2 separate regions of the Mus musculus genome follow, and region 2 is linked to region 1. A link is a contact called in public HiChIP or PLAC-seq data. All regions are on one chromosome and are shown on one strand. Each heading gives the region's core, a stretch centred on a gene start, on an enhancer-like site or on the middle of the called end of the contact. The rest is flanking DNA. Distances are from core to core; before and after follow the strand shown.

Region 1 (6,685 bases), core at 296-2,795:
AACCTGATGGCATCTGACCTGTTCCTTGTTGCTCTGATCTCCTGGCTCACAAGCTTCTTAGTCTTGCTGTTCTCCTGCATATCACAGGACCGCCAGTACACAGGCTTCCTAATGTCTAGAATCCCTTGCAGCAAGTTACCTTGCTCTGTTGTATGCTGTCATTGAAAAAGTTTAATTTCTTGCTATAGCAGTTACTTTTATCATTGCTGTGACTGAATACCTGCTAAGGAACAAAAGATTTATTTTGGCTTATGGTTTGATGGTCCTTTATAGTGTAGAAGACATAACAGTGGCCAGATGCACTTGCAGCTGTGTGCAACAGGAACATGAAGCTGCGTGCTTATATCTTGTCAGACCAGGAAGCAGAGAGCTGGCTCTCCCATTTTATTTAGTCTGAGACCCCATACCATTCAGTAGTGCTACCCACCTTCAGGGTGAGTCTTGTTCCCACAGTTAATCGTCTCTGGAGATGCCTTCATAGATAGACTCTACAGTATACCTTACTAATTACTCAGGCCTCACTTAATCCAAACAAGTTGCCAATGAAAATTAATCATCATATATTCTTGTTAGGTTTATAACCATTCACTGCTTTGAGCATTTGGTTGATTAATGCTTGAGTCCTTCATGAGATTGTAAATTCTCTGAGAGCAAGGATCAGGTTATACTACATAGAAGTACTGAAGAAATAATTGCTGTGTGGGTGGCTAAATGAACAAATGTGATTTTCCCCCCACTGGACAGGGAATTACGCACATAGAACCTAAATAAGAGATGGGGAGATGCGATGTGGACAAAGAACAGAAAAGTGTTAAAGAAACTTACTGGGGAGGAGAAGGGATACGGAAGAGATAGGCTGAATGCATGAGAAGAACCAAGGGAACCACTTTAGATGATGGTCCCTGAAACTCAAGAACCTACAGAAACTTACCAGTTGAGACCACATCTCCATCCTGGGCCTGGGAGAAGCCAGCAAGGTTTTAGTTATGTGGCATTGCCTATGACTAGCTAGAAAGGACTAACTAGTCCTTTGGTGACTAGAGTTTCTGGTCTTACTGATGAGGGAGAGTGAAGTGAAGGAGAATTGAGTCAAAGGTGGCTTTCTAAGTCAATAGATAGACATTTCTTGAGGCTCCAGGCCCTGTGGGATATTTTGACGTGATGAAGACAAATAAATGAAGAAATAGTTTCTACCTCAATGAGCTTCTATCCTCATTAAGGAAAGAAAAGATATGAAATGTGTGTACGTTCACACAAGCACCCATTTAAAAACATGTATTATACCTACACATATGTAACACATGTATTTATAACATGGACACATTAATGTTAGATTTAAATATGTTTAAAGTGCTTTCAAAGTACTAAGGATGGAAAGACTTTTTTTCCCTTACAGGAGGGCAGAAATATTAAAGGCTTCATTTGCATAGAGACATATGATTGTGAAAGGGTGCTATTTGCATGAAAAATTGTCATCACTGGGAAGTCCCTAAACTTTCTGTTTACTTGGTAGTAGGATGAAGTGAAAGTTCTCACTTTAACTTTGACAGTCATGTACCCCCTGTTTTAAGCCACCATGGTTCTGCTAAATCCTTAACCTTTATTTGCTCTTCACCCTTATGCATGATTTCATGATTACTAAGTTCCAGATTGAGTGGCCTTATTTGATCCTTCAACCATGTGTTCCCAGATCAAGGCCTTTGCTCTAATAGACTTTACTGAATGCCATGGACAGTGTGTGTGTGTGTGTGTGTGTGTGTGTGTGTGTGTGTGCTGGTATAGCAAACAACTTACAATGAAATATTCATACACTTCATGCTTAAAACTCCGCAGCTCCTCTTTTCTACTTGGCGCCAGAGCATCTCCACCAGCTCTTATTTTATCTTGCTGTGTTTCTGGGCTCTCTCTCAAGACTTAGCGAGCTTTCTTTTTTCTCTCTAGTTTGTAGGCTTTCCCCACATCCAACATCAAAGCATCCTGAGTAATTTTTCTTATTATCCCATCCTAAGATGTGCAGGCAGCTCTGAGACCTTTGATTAATATAGTCTATTATATTTATCTAAGAATAAGTTTAAATACTATTATGCTGTTTCTGGGTTGAAATCTTAGGGTTAACAATGTTTTTATTGCTCATCAGGTACTATGTTATATCAAGCACACACATTTGATTTAAAAAGATGGTATCATGTATATATTTAGTAGGCATTGCCTAAGAAAGAGTTAATAAGGTAACTAGTAGGCTCAAGAGTGCAGAGATAAGGAATAGCAATCATGTGCATGAATATACATGTTCATTTAAAATAAAAGCCTAGGATAATATTGAAAAATAATTAAAAAATCTGACTCATGTCCTACAGGGAAATTATAACCTGACAATTTTCTGAAAACTAATATCCAATTTAGCAAAATGTTTGAGCCAGTTAAATTTTGAAAGAAATAGTAGTTACTGTTCTCGTTCTGATAAAATGCAACTTGAGGTAGGGGTTGTTTTGGATTGTAGCATCTGTTTCCCAAGTGCACCGGCTGTAGAAGGGACCAGCAGTTCTGCCCATATTGTGGTTGGGTCTTCTTTCTTAAACTGTTCTAGAAACCCCCTCCTAGATTTACCCTGGGCTGTGTTTCCATGGTGATTCTAATCCCATTTCATTATGCATTAGGTGTTACATAAAACCATAAATCCCAAACAATTATATAATAATTACATTAATTAAAAAGGACATAAGCATGATGTCACAAATTAAAAAAAACAATCATGAAGGAAAAGAATGCAAGCATACAGGGAGTATAGATAGACAACAAAGAATATTGAGGCAAATTTATTAACAGGTACACAGCAGGTCAATATTCATAGAGCAAGATCAACAGTATTGCCTGAACACATTTGTTTGTATTTGTATGAACAAGCATAACTTGGATTGTTATTGTTCTTGCATAATGCACTGAGTTGTAAAACAGCTCATATAAGCGAAAGGGATAAAGAGCCTAGGAGAAAATTCTAGATAATACATCCAGAAATCTTTCTTTGCCCCACTTAGTCTTTTGCTATTTTTTTCCAGAAAGACTCTAATCAATAGTAAGTAGTATGATAATGGGCAATACCCTTCTCATCACCCACCTTATCCCCCAATGAGCATCAGCTGCCTCTTACAATGAGTTGAATATATGATGTTCTGTGATAACTTTAAAAAGGAATGCAAGAATCATTTTTGCTTTCTGCCCATGCTTTCAGTACTTCCTCTTATGAACAGTTTGTATCATAAATAGAATTCCTTTAGTACAGGTCACTTTGACTTGCAAGACTGGCAGAAGGCATTTGCAGTGTAAGTGGAAGGCTCCCAATAAGAACTTTCAGTGTCACTGTCAGCAAAGGATATCTATTTCTCAAGTGCACTAGCTGTAGAAAGAACCAGATTGCCTTCCCTTTGGGGCCAACTCATTGCACTGTTACACATTTCACAGGACCATAGACAATTGTCTTCTCTGACATGGGACTATGACTACGTACTTCAAAAATTTTCTCATGTTTTCCCCAGTGTCTAAAGTCCCTAAGAGGAGGATGAGAGAACAAGGACTCTCTATTCACCTTTTCTGCCTCATTTGGTGGCCATTTTGTATATAGCAGAAAACTCAAAGGTGGTTATGGGTGACAAAGATAGAGGTGATATTTATAAAGATCTCCTTTAGTGCTTGTAGAAACTGAGTGAAGCTGCTGGTCCCACAAGATGCTTTCTGCCTCAGAGGAGGCTTCAAGGGGATAAAACTTTCTGAGGCAGTGTGTTAGGTTGACAAGTAAGTCCTTGCTCAGCTTAGTAACAGCTGACTCCCCAAGGAGGCTCTGCTGATGGCAGCTAACATAGGAAGCACTGTTGCCTTCCAGAGATGATCTCTCTCCCTATTTCTCATCTTCCTTTCTCTTAACCACAAAGCATTTCTAAGAGAACATTGGGGCAGAATAAAGGCAGCTTTGGGTCACTTTTGTGAGGGTGTGGGCTGGTGCTGGATTTGGGATAGGTTGCATTTTGGTCATAGATTTCCTCAGGGCAAACCTCTTCAAGCACAGCAATAGAAAAGGGGCTCAAATTGGAGATCACACCCAGTGTACCACAGAGGACAGCTACCCTTCTTAAAGTCTTTCTTGGCAAATCCAGAGAATTTATTTTCCCCAATGGAAATTCAGTCCTGGCACCATACTCTGGGGTGCTGTGTCCTCTCTGTGCACCTCTGTTTGCAGCCCTGATAAGCTGCCAGATTGTCTTTTCATATCCCAGCCTCTCCTCCTAAACATCTACCTCAGAGTCTGGAGGCACATGGGCTGGGCCACGCCCTATACCTATTTTGTTCCAACCATCATATACTACATTCTTGCCACTTTCAACCTTATCTATCAACTCTCCCCTTTATAAAGTTAGTAAAGGCTACAATAACTTCTTAATGTTGTTGTAGCAGATACCGATTTAGTATTTTTTAAGTGGTGACACTATTCCAAGTGCTTTATACATATGAGTTAAAAGGCTCCCGTGGAAAATCTTCATGGTCAAGCTGCTCAGATTGAGAGACGTGGAGGACCTCTTCACTGTATAATAGCAAACATTGACAAGAGTCAGGACAAAGCGGCCTCATGCACAGTGAGCCAGGCTCACAGACCCAAGGAAAACAAACTGTCTATATGTTCTGGCTGAACCAGTAGTCAGCTCTGAGAACTCAGAAGCTTTTCAATGACCTTTCCACAGCAGTGAGTCCAGGAGCTAGAATCCAAAAGCCCCGATTCATGATGCCAGCTAACCACCAGCTTTTGTTCTCTTACTTCTTCATTTTCCTCCCCTACTCTGGAACTTTTTGGTTGGACTTTTTTCTACTTGCGGGTTTTTCCGAGCTTATGCTCACTCTGTAATCTCTTGACCAACCAGAATCCTCCACATACATTCAAATCAACCCACCATGCTCATCCCAACAGCATGCCTAAATTACATAAGGGCAGATGCAAAAATCAGCCCATGTCTGGGTTACTAAAGAACCTCCTTGATCCAGAATGTTAGTCGAGTAACTCACAGTCCCCTTCCAGATTTTGGTAGCTATATGTTTATTTCTCAAGAACCTTTGTCTGCTGGCCCATCTTTTACTGTCTGTGGTCATCACTCTTACTCTGACATCGGAGACAGGTAATATCACTATCAGTAGAGCAGGGTAGTGCCATATAGTCAAACACATCCATGCTCCTGTAGCTATAGACACAGATGTTCATGCTAAGTGGAAAAGATAAAGCCAATATACATTCTTCTGTTTGTTACATTAAGCTTTGCCACCAAGGACCTATGAAAAAGATTTTGATTCCACAAGAGCAGCTAGATGCACCAGTTACTTTTGTCATCGTTGCCATCAAATACCCTGCCACTTAAGGTAGGAGGGCTTTGCTTTGGCTCACAATTTGAGGGTACAGCCCATTGTAGTTGAGACTGGCCTTGAACTCTTGATCCTCCAGCCTCCACCTCCCAAGTGGAGGCATGTGTCATCAAATCCAGCCTACTCTAAAAACTTGAGATGCCATCTGGAAAACATTTTTCTTATTTCATTTAAGTGTTTGGACTTGGGAGAGGATGAGTTAAGAGAGAATGGTTGTCCTAATGTACCAATTTAGAGCAGTTTATCACAGAGCCGTTCTCACTGTCAATGGCAAACTTCCACGAGGAGGCACAATCTGAAATTCATCCCTCATTATCTAATCTGATTCTCTTGTTGGGAAATAATGAAGTAATTGCAAAAAAACCCAGGCTTGATTTGCTGAGAGACAACTGCAGATGATTGAAGTGATATCATACTAGGTATATATAGATTTCTGCACCCATAACCTCTTTCCTTTCCAGCTCATATTTTTCTCCTAGTGGCAGATTATTTTGCTATCAAAGAAAAGAAAGCATACTATCACAAATTTTTTGGATAAATTCTTTGCATGGGTTATTTGGTTTCTTGAACTTCTAGCTCTTTGTCTTAAAATCCATGTAACAAATATATCTATGTGTTTGTATGTGTATAATAACTCACATAAAAAAGGAGAGGGGCACAAGTTATAGAAGGGAAGGGGAGGGAGAGAGGTGACAGAAATCTAGGAGCACCAACTGTATTAGAACGGTGGGGATGGCTCCCTCCCTTCCTGGACATGACAGCTCACTCAGTTTTGAATGATTTTTGTCTTTGCCTTGTGAAGAGAAAGGTGTAGCATAGGTACTTTCTTGTGACGCAGACCTTGAAGCTAGCACAGATCCTTTAATTTTAAAGGAACTTTTAAGAGAATCAATTCTTGTGTGCAGGGAATGCATGTTCTGTTAATGTTTTCTAGAACATGTATTTTTAATCTTTTTCCCCTCATATTTTTGAGCTGTAACTAGTGATACACTGTTAAATATTTAATAAACAGCTTTCCAGAAGTGGAACTAAACAAGTAACAACAAAATAGACCAACCTGATTGGTAGCCTTTGCCAATTTCCAAGGTATGAGTATACCACAGCTGGTTTCAAGGCATTGATAGGCTATGGTGTGAAGCTAAGCTGTGAAGAGACCTGGACAGGGGCCAGCGGCTTGGGACTGGGCAAACAGCATGAGGACCTGAGTTTGGATCCCCAGTACCCACCTAGGAAGGTGGGCCCAGCAGCATATGCCTGTATATATGATTAGAGCACTGAGGAGGCA
Region 2 (6,668 bases), core at 1,241-3,740, 390 kb after region 1:
CAACTGAAGGGCTTTTCAAATTCATTCTTCATTATTTCAACTGGACCCCAGCCCAGTGTCATTGGTGGCTGGAGTGGCCTGAGTCTCAGGTCTAGGGCTGACATTTTCAACCCTTATTTGACCGGACATAATTAGAGGAGAAGCCATACTCCAGTGTAGCTGACATTTGAGCCTCTGGAGCTTTCAATCCCAGGCACGGATTGGATTTCTGTTTCTTTCTTGCGGAGCTGCCAATTTGTACTGTTGTAAACTGAGCAGCCGGCAACCTCTGAAAAGCCAGCTCCAGCTTGACTGGTTTTCAAAGGCCCATTGAAAGCTCGGAGCTTGTAAAAGGATGTGTTCGATGAAGCTTCAGTTGGCCCCTCTAGGCCTGAGCTGATAAGATGATTTGCAGCTTCAGTTTCCGCCAAGTGTTCTAAAACACCGGTGTTTGTTTCAGGCCCATGTAATCGTTTGCTATCTGTCCCACAGCCATTCTTTCCCCTGTGAACACATCATAAGTCCTTCACACAACCAGTGCACAAGCTCAGTAAGGATGAAGGCTATTAACCCCAGGTTTAGTTCATGAGCAACCCAAAGCCTCATTAGATTGCTGTCAGTGAGAGATCTGTGCACCTAAGCCAAAGCTGTACTTCCCTTTCAACCATTTGTGCATGCCTTTCACGGCCTGGCTTCCAGGGTTTGAATAAACAGGAATTGAGCCCCAACTATCCCTGGGGAAGTGGCTAGCTATTATTATCACCAGTGGAAACACAAACAATAGTTAACACGCTACAAAAAACAGAGCCTGGTTGGCTTCACCTTACGGACCACATGACCTCCAAGTTCAGCTAACACGTTTTTCTTTCTTTCTTCCTTCCTTTCTTCCTTCCTTCCTTTCTTTCTTTCTTTCTTTCTTTCTTTCTTTCTTTCTTTCTTTCTTTCTTTCTTTCTTTCTTTCTCTCTCTCTCTCTCTCTCTCTCTCTCTCTCTCTCTCTCTCTCTTTCTCTCTTTCTCTTTTTCACAGTAACGAAGTACAAGCATGCATGCACCTTCTCACAGAAACTTTACTGGTCCACCTCGTCACAGACTCTGACTTCAATATGTGTGGGTTGGAAGAGCGTAGAGAAATTTTGGACAACGTGCTTTTTCAAACTTCCTTTGAATGACTTCTGGACTGATGTCACTATAAAAATCAGTGGCTCTGCCAAAGGGCTCATTTCTCTCCAGAAAGTACTCTCCATCCATCTCTGACAAGTTTTCCGCTTAGATCTAAAATCCCAGGTATGGAGCGTCTCACCATCATTTAAGAGCACTGCATGGCCACTATCAGCCCTAAATTCCAATGATCCTTTACTAACAAAAATAAAGCGAACTTAATATGGCCACAAATTAGTGTAGCCGATTTTGTTGATCTATCAGACAACACATTAACTTTGAATATTTTCATTCAAAGATGTAGGCTTGGCTGATATTAAGAAATATAGTAAAAAAAAAACCTGCAGTCAGAGATATTCATTAGAGAAAAGTGGTCTGCCTCTTAAATATCCTTCAAAAACAATTTAAACACGTGGATGGCATGCTCATACAGTAAGCATAATTGTTAATAGTCATGTTCCAGAAGAATGAGAATATATGAGTAAAATTTCTCACAACATGAAAAGAAACAGAATGATCTGGGTTTGTCTGGGTTTGTCGAAAAAGAAATGTGTGTGTAAGAAAACATGTAGACAAAGAGACCAAAACCATGTCCCAGCACTTGGGAGGCAGAGGCAGGCGGATCAGAAATTGAAAGTCACCCTCAGCTACATATCACGTTTGAGGTCAGCCTTGTGCACATGGGACTCTGTTTCAAATATAAAAGAGAAAAACTACGTCAGAATAGCAACAACAGTTTCTCATTAGCTGAGGGCAAAGCTTATAAAGATTTAATGCCCCTCCCCAGCTATTGAGCTTTTCTATATTGTCCAAATCCCCTATGTGTAAGTGGTTTTACAATGAAAAAGCCCACTTCGGAAAGTAATACCCCACAGGAGCTTGCTGTTCCTTAATGAATTAATAATATGAAAAGGACAGCATACTAACAGCCCAGAAGACAAGATGGAGATGAGACTATCAGTCTTGCATCCATTTGAACTTTAGTCACTCTTGCTTCAAAAAGAACTTTCATGATTACATATTGCATGCACCCTGCCAAAAGCCACGGCTTTCACATTCAGACTAGGGAATAAACAGCTCCCCCAGGCAGACTGTGATGGAGGCGGCTGCTCTTGCATTCTAATTGAGGGACTATGCGCCCCAATGATTCGATTCTCCTGACAGATTAAGAGAATGAAGAAATCACCAGCTGCCAGAGCACAGAGAAGGAAGGGACCGAGCGAGGGCGGCTGCTGTCTGGCTGAGGCATCCTTCTGTTTTCTTGAGTTAACATAGGGGAAGAGAAAGCCTCCAGCCATTGCACGCAACTTAGAGTGCATGCAAGCAAACGGTGCAGTATTCAAGGGAGGGAGGGGCCTTGTAGGCCCAAAGAAAATGCCTATTTTGGGACGTGTGGTTGTGACCACAGTGTTCTACCTTCAGTAAACTGCTCATATTGTGATTAGAACTTTGACACCAACGGCAACTGGGTGACTAGATGCTAATCCTTTTTTTTTCTTTTTTTAAGAGGTTTGAATGTTTTGAGACATGGCCTCAAATGCGTTTTGTAGATGAGGATGACCTTCAAGCTGGATCCTCCTGTCTCCACCTCCAAGTATGAAGATTACAGCCCTGTACCACCACCAAGCGTCTCCACTATTTGTTCTGAATAGACAGTAGATGAAGCAGGAGCGGGTGAAAGGCTTCTGACCTCATATCCCAACTATCCATGCCAATCTTACCTTTCTGTTGGTCATCTATCTTCCCCTATCTTAGACAATCCATCCTCGTAAGTCCTTCTGTCAAACTGCTTTGCTTTAGTCCACAGAGGTGTCCTGATTTCTCCCAAAGGCTTAGGTGGAGGAGCTAAGCCAGATCTACAGTCTCCCCTCTGTCATCTTGTATCTGCATACTAGTGGAGGTATCTAAAGTATTCATAAATACACTTCCTTTCCTAGCTTGAAAATAGCAGAGACAAAGAAAATTACATGGTACTTTGCCATCTTTATTCTGGTCCACTTGAAACAGGAAGTTCCTAGGGCTTTCTCACAAGCAATTGATAAATAGTACTGTTTTCAGTATAACGTTCAGGTAGACGTGCATTCGGAAACATTCACACAAGATGCACAAGAACATTACCAAGACTCTAGTACTCATCACATGGAACCCCTTAGCATATAAACAAAAGTCATCTGTTTTCTTGTTCATAGTCCCTTTACATGTAACATCCAAAGGTACCACCCAGAGGATGGCAAGCTGGGTCCAGCTGAGGAAAAGCCCGGTGTAGAGCCTTTTCTCAATTGCTCTTAAAGAATCTCTCAGGTGGAGCCATTTTCCCTTGAGCAGGCATCCTCATGGCTCACTTAGGGAAGGGAAGGACATTTTACACTCTCATAGCTGAGAGCAATCTCTTTTGGGAAATGAAGCCCTTTTAGCTGTCTTCTGTTATTTATCTGCTCTCAGTCCCAATCAATGTTATTTAGCACTGTTGAACAAGCATTAAGGGAGAATTTGAGAGGGCTCTAACTTCTAAGATGCTCAGATGCTTACACACCAAGCTTTCAGATCCTAGCAGTCTTGGGTGAAGCATTTCCCTCCAAGACAGATGATGCTCATATTTTAGGATGCACTCGTATGAGCTTTGCAAGCAGGCTACACGTCCATTATGAGCCATTAATGTGGACTGTAATCACATTGTAGGACTTCAGGACGATGCATATTGTGTAAGAGAAGGGGCAGCCTGTGTAAAGGTTTTTATATTACCCCACTGAAGGTTTTTGTTATCTTTCAAAACTTCAGACAAAGAGTAGGCAGAGGAAACAGACCTAGCCCACAAGATCTTAAACGAAAGAGGACTTCTCTTATTCTCCTTCCACTTTCTGATTTCTCACTCTCAAGGGTATTAAGTTTAACAAATAAATAACCTTAGAGATACATGGTAATGTTGCCCAATTAAAAATGACTTATGCACATACCCTTAATCCTAGCACTTAGGAGGCAGAGGCAGGCAGATCTCTGTGAGTTTGAGGCCAGACTGGTTTCCACAGTGAGTTCCAAGCCAGCCAGAGCAACACAGTGAGACCCTTTCTCAAAGAAATAACTTAAGTAGGGAGCGAATACTTGGTTGACAAGCTATAGCTACCACCAGAGCCTGTCTTAAAAAATACCATGGCAGTCATCATCTTAACTTTCCTTTTTCGTCTATGATGGAAATGAAAATAAATCAACAACAACGTGTGAGCAGGTTTTTTTCAGTTCTAGGGCATCAAACCCAGGACCCTATGTATGCTAGGAAAGTGTTCTACTAGTTGCTCTACTAGTGTTCCAAACTTTTACATCAACAAATGAATGGATAAGTGAAACAGGTCTGGGATTCAATGCCAGTTTGCTCTTGTGTCCCAGTGAAATTCAAGCCCATCAAAGCCCATCAAAGAGAAGAAAGGGCAAGGCAATTTTGGGTAAAGTGCAAAAAGCAAAAGCATAGCCCAACTAATTGCATGCAGCTGCAAAGAATAGCCTACATGGCCAAATGCTCTAGGTTGGAAATGTAGAGAGTGGAATACAATTGGTAGAGAAACAAGCAGAACTCGGCTTCCTTGGGTTCCTTCCGGGCTTAATGTGGGTGCGTCCTTTCCTGCAAAGCACCTGCATGCTCTGTGATATGACTTCCGGCCAGAGACTTCCTGTAGAAGAGGAAAAAATAGACAGTATTGCTGCTTGCCCCCTGTTTCTCCCCCCACCGCAATCTAGCGTTTTCTTTAACTTAACTAACATTTAGACTGGTCTATAATAGAAGTGGTTCTGTCTGGCAGGAGGACAGAGTCTTCATTATCAAACAACACCCAAACTCAATAATGTAAATACCTGAGTCCCTTCATCACAGAATCTTGAGTAGATTTGGAGAAGAGAGAATCATCAATTCTCTGATACAGACTGTTTTCATTCATTCTGCCAAAGGGCGGGGGGAGGTCTTCATTATCTACAACGCCGCTGTAGTAGCAGATTGCTGGTAAATATTATTTCCTCTCTCAGATTAAAGGGCAAACCTAAGAGTTTCATGAGCTGTCACTTCATTTCTAAGTTGGTAGAATTTACTAGAGATATTTGGTGACTTAGTGACAATCTCGACACCAGCTTGTGCTTAATTGTTTTAGTGCTATTGTTTCTTTCCTTCAATGCGACCATAAAGGTCATAACCTAGCATCTTTGTTTTACAGATAAGGAAACAGATGATCAGTGTTATGGAGATAAGTGCTGACACTAGTTGTCCTCAAGTCCACTGCTGCCCAGTTATCCCACTGATGCTCTTTGCGAAAACCACAGAATCGGAGGTCAGGACTTCTGGATTTATATTCTCAAAGGATCTTGGGCTTCATGCTTTAATAATATTCAGTTTCCTGCTAGAAAAGACCATAAGCTCCATTTCCTCTTCTGGAAAGCAGATCAAAAGAGCCACGGCTTAGGAGTACTGGAGTACATAGATGGCTTTGCTGGACTTGTATTTTTCCCATATCATTTATTGTCCTGCATGCTTTTAGCATTCATTTCATTCTTTTCCCTCACACTGTAGAACAGTAAACAAATGAGTTTTTTTTAAAATGAGTCAACAAAGACACAACAGAAACCACCTTTTAATGCTCTTTTCCTCGTTTGAAATTTCAATTCATCTAGCCAAGTGATGCTACTATCAAATTTTGTTATTACTTCAGTTTCAGTGATTTCACTAGGCACATAAGAATCTCTAGAAGAGCAGAAATTACAGTGAAACATATTTAAGGAGATTGAAAAGCCAGTGTTCTTATATAGGCCATGCTTACATTTATTTGATGGTTTCTATGGGTGAAACAGAGGAAGGAGGAAACACTACTAATGCGATTGTATGGTTATTGTTTGATCAGACTATTGTTTTGGTTAATTGTACCAATAGAGAGAAGTGTCAAGTCATTTTATATTTAGGGCTGGAGGTAGGATAAGGATTTCTTCATCTGCTAACACTGGGAATTTCATAATTTTGTATTGTAGGGGGTCACGATAAACAAGATGACATTAGGGGCAGCTCTGCTTCTACCTAGTCAGTGACAGCTCCTTCGTCCCAGATCTCTGTTCATTAGACAGGTTAAAATGGCTCAAGGCATGAGTTAATGTTTCCCCTGGATTTTGCCATCCTCTCTCTTGAGTGGGGAGTCTCTGCACTGTATCATGTAGAGTTTCCTAGAAAGCATTCATGCTATGTTGCAGAAAATCTTTGAAGAACACCCCAGTCCCCACCAGCTCTCCTGGTGAACATTTGAAAGACCTTGTGCTAATCAAGGAAAGTATTTTATGGATTCTCTTCATAGCAAATGAAGAATTTTGTTTTTACTATCCAACAAAAGGCTGCCATTTGTTTAAAAAGATAGGGATGCATGTGAGTTTTTACTTCCAAAATCTTTTCTGGTTTGGAACCGACAAACTCTGCCCCAGAAAGACAGTGGCTCCCCCAATGGCTACTAACAGAGCCCTCTGACTACATACCTCAGTGTCATACTGAGAATGACCTTGAATTCTGGGCC

What was found. HiChIP or PLAC-seq counts read pairs in DNA pulled down with a chosen protein or histone mark.
Region 2: a contact with region 1 is called in an H3K27ac HiChIP or PLAC-seq map of bone marrow-derived dendritic cells, with 4 times the contacts expected there. The contact joins two enhancer-like sites. A contact is called at or near these places in 3 of 484 Hi-C or Micro-C datasets (the C10 cell line, bone marrow-derived dendritic cells and nephron progenitors) and 1 of 115 datasets of contacts at active chromatin or transcription factors (bone marrow-derived dendritic cells).

What each region holds. Positions count from the first base shown.
Region 1 is chrX:166,716,751-166,723,435 of GRCm38.p6, forward strand. No RefSeq gene overlaps it. Among named protein-coding and RNA genes, the nearest start is that of Gm1720, 58 kb to the left of the region's middle. Within about 2 kb of position 1,546, at least 13 of the 459 cell types and tissues checked have an H3K27ac peak or open chromatin away from gene starts, as enhancers often do. A contact at or near this core is called in bone marrow-derived dendritic cells, where this site is marked.
Region 2 is chrX:167,103,776-167,110,443 of GRCm38.p6, forward strand. No RefSeq gene overlaps it. Among named protein-coding and RNA genes, the nearest start is that of Gm15232, 5.0 kb to the left of the region's middle. Within about 2 kb of position 2,491, at least 58 of the 459 cell types and tissues checked have an H3K27ac peak or open chromatin away from gene starts, as enhancers often do. A contact at or near this core is called in bone marrow-derived dendritic cells, where this site is marked.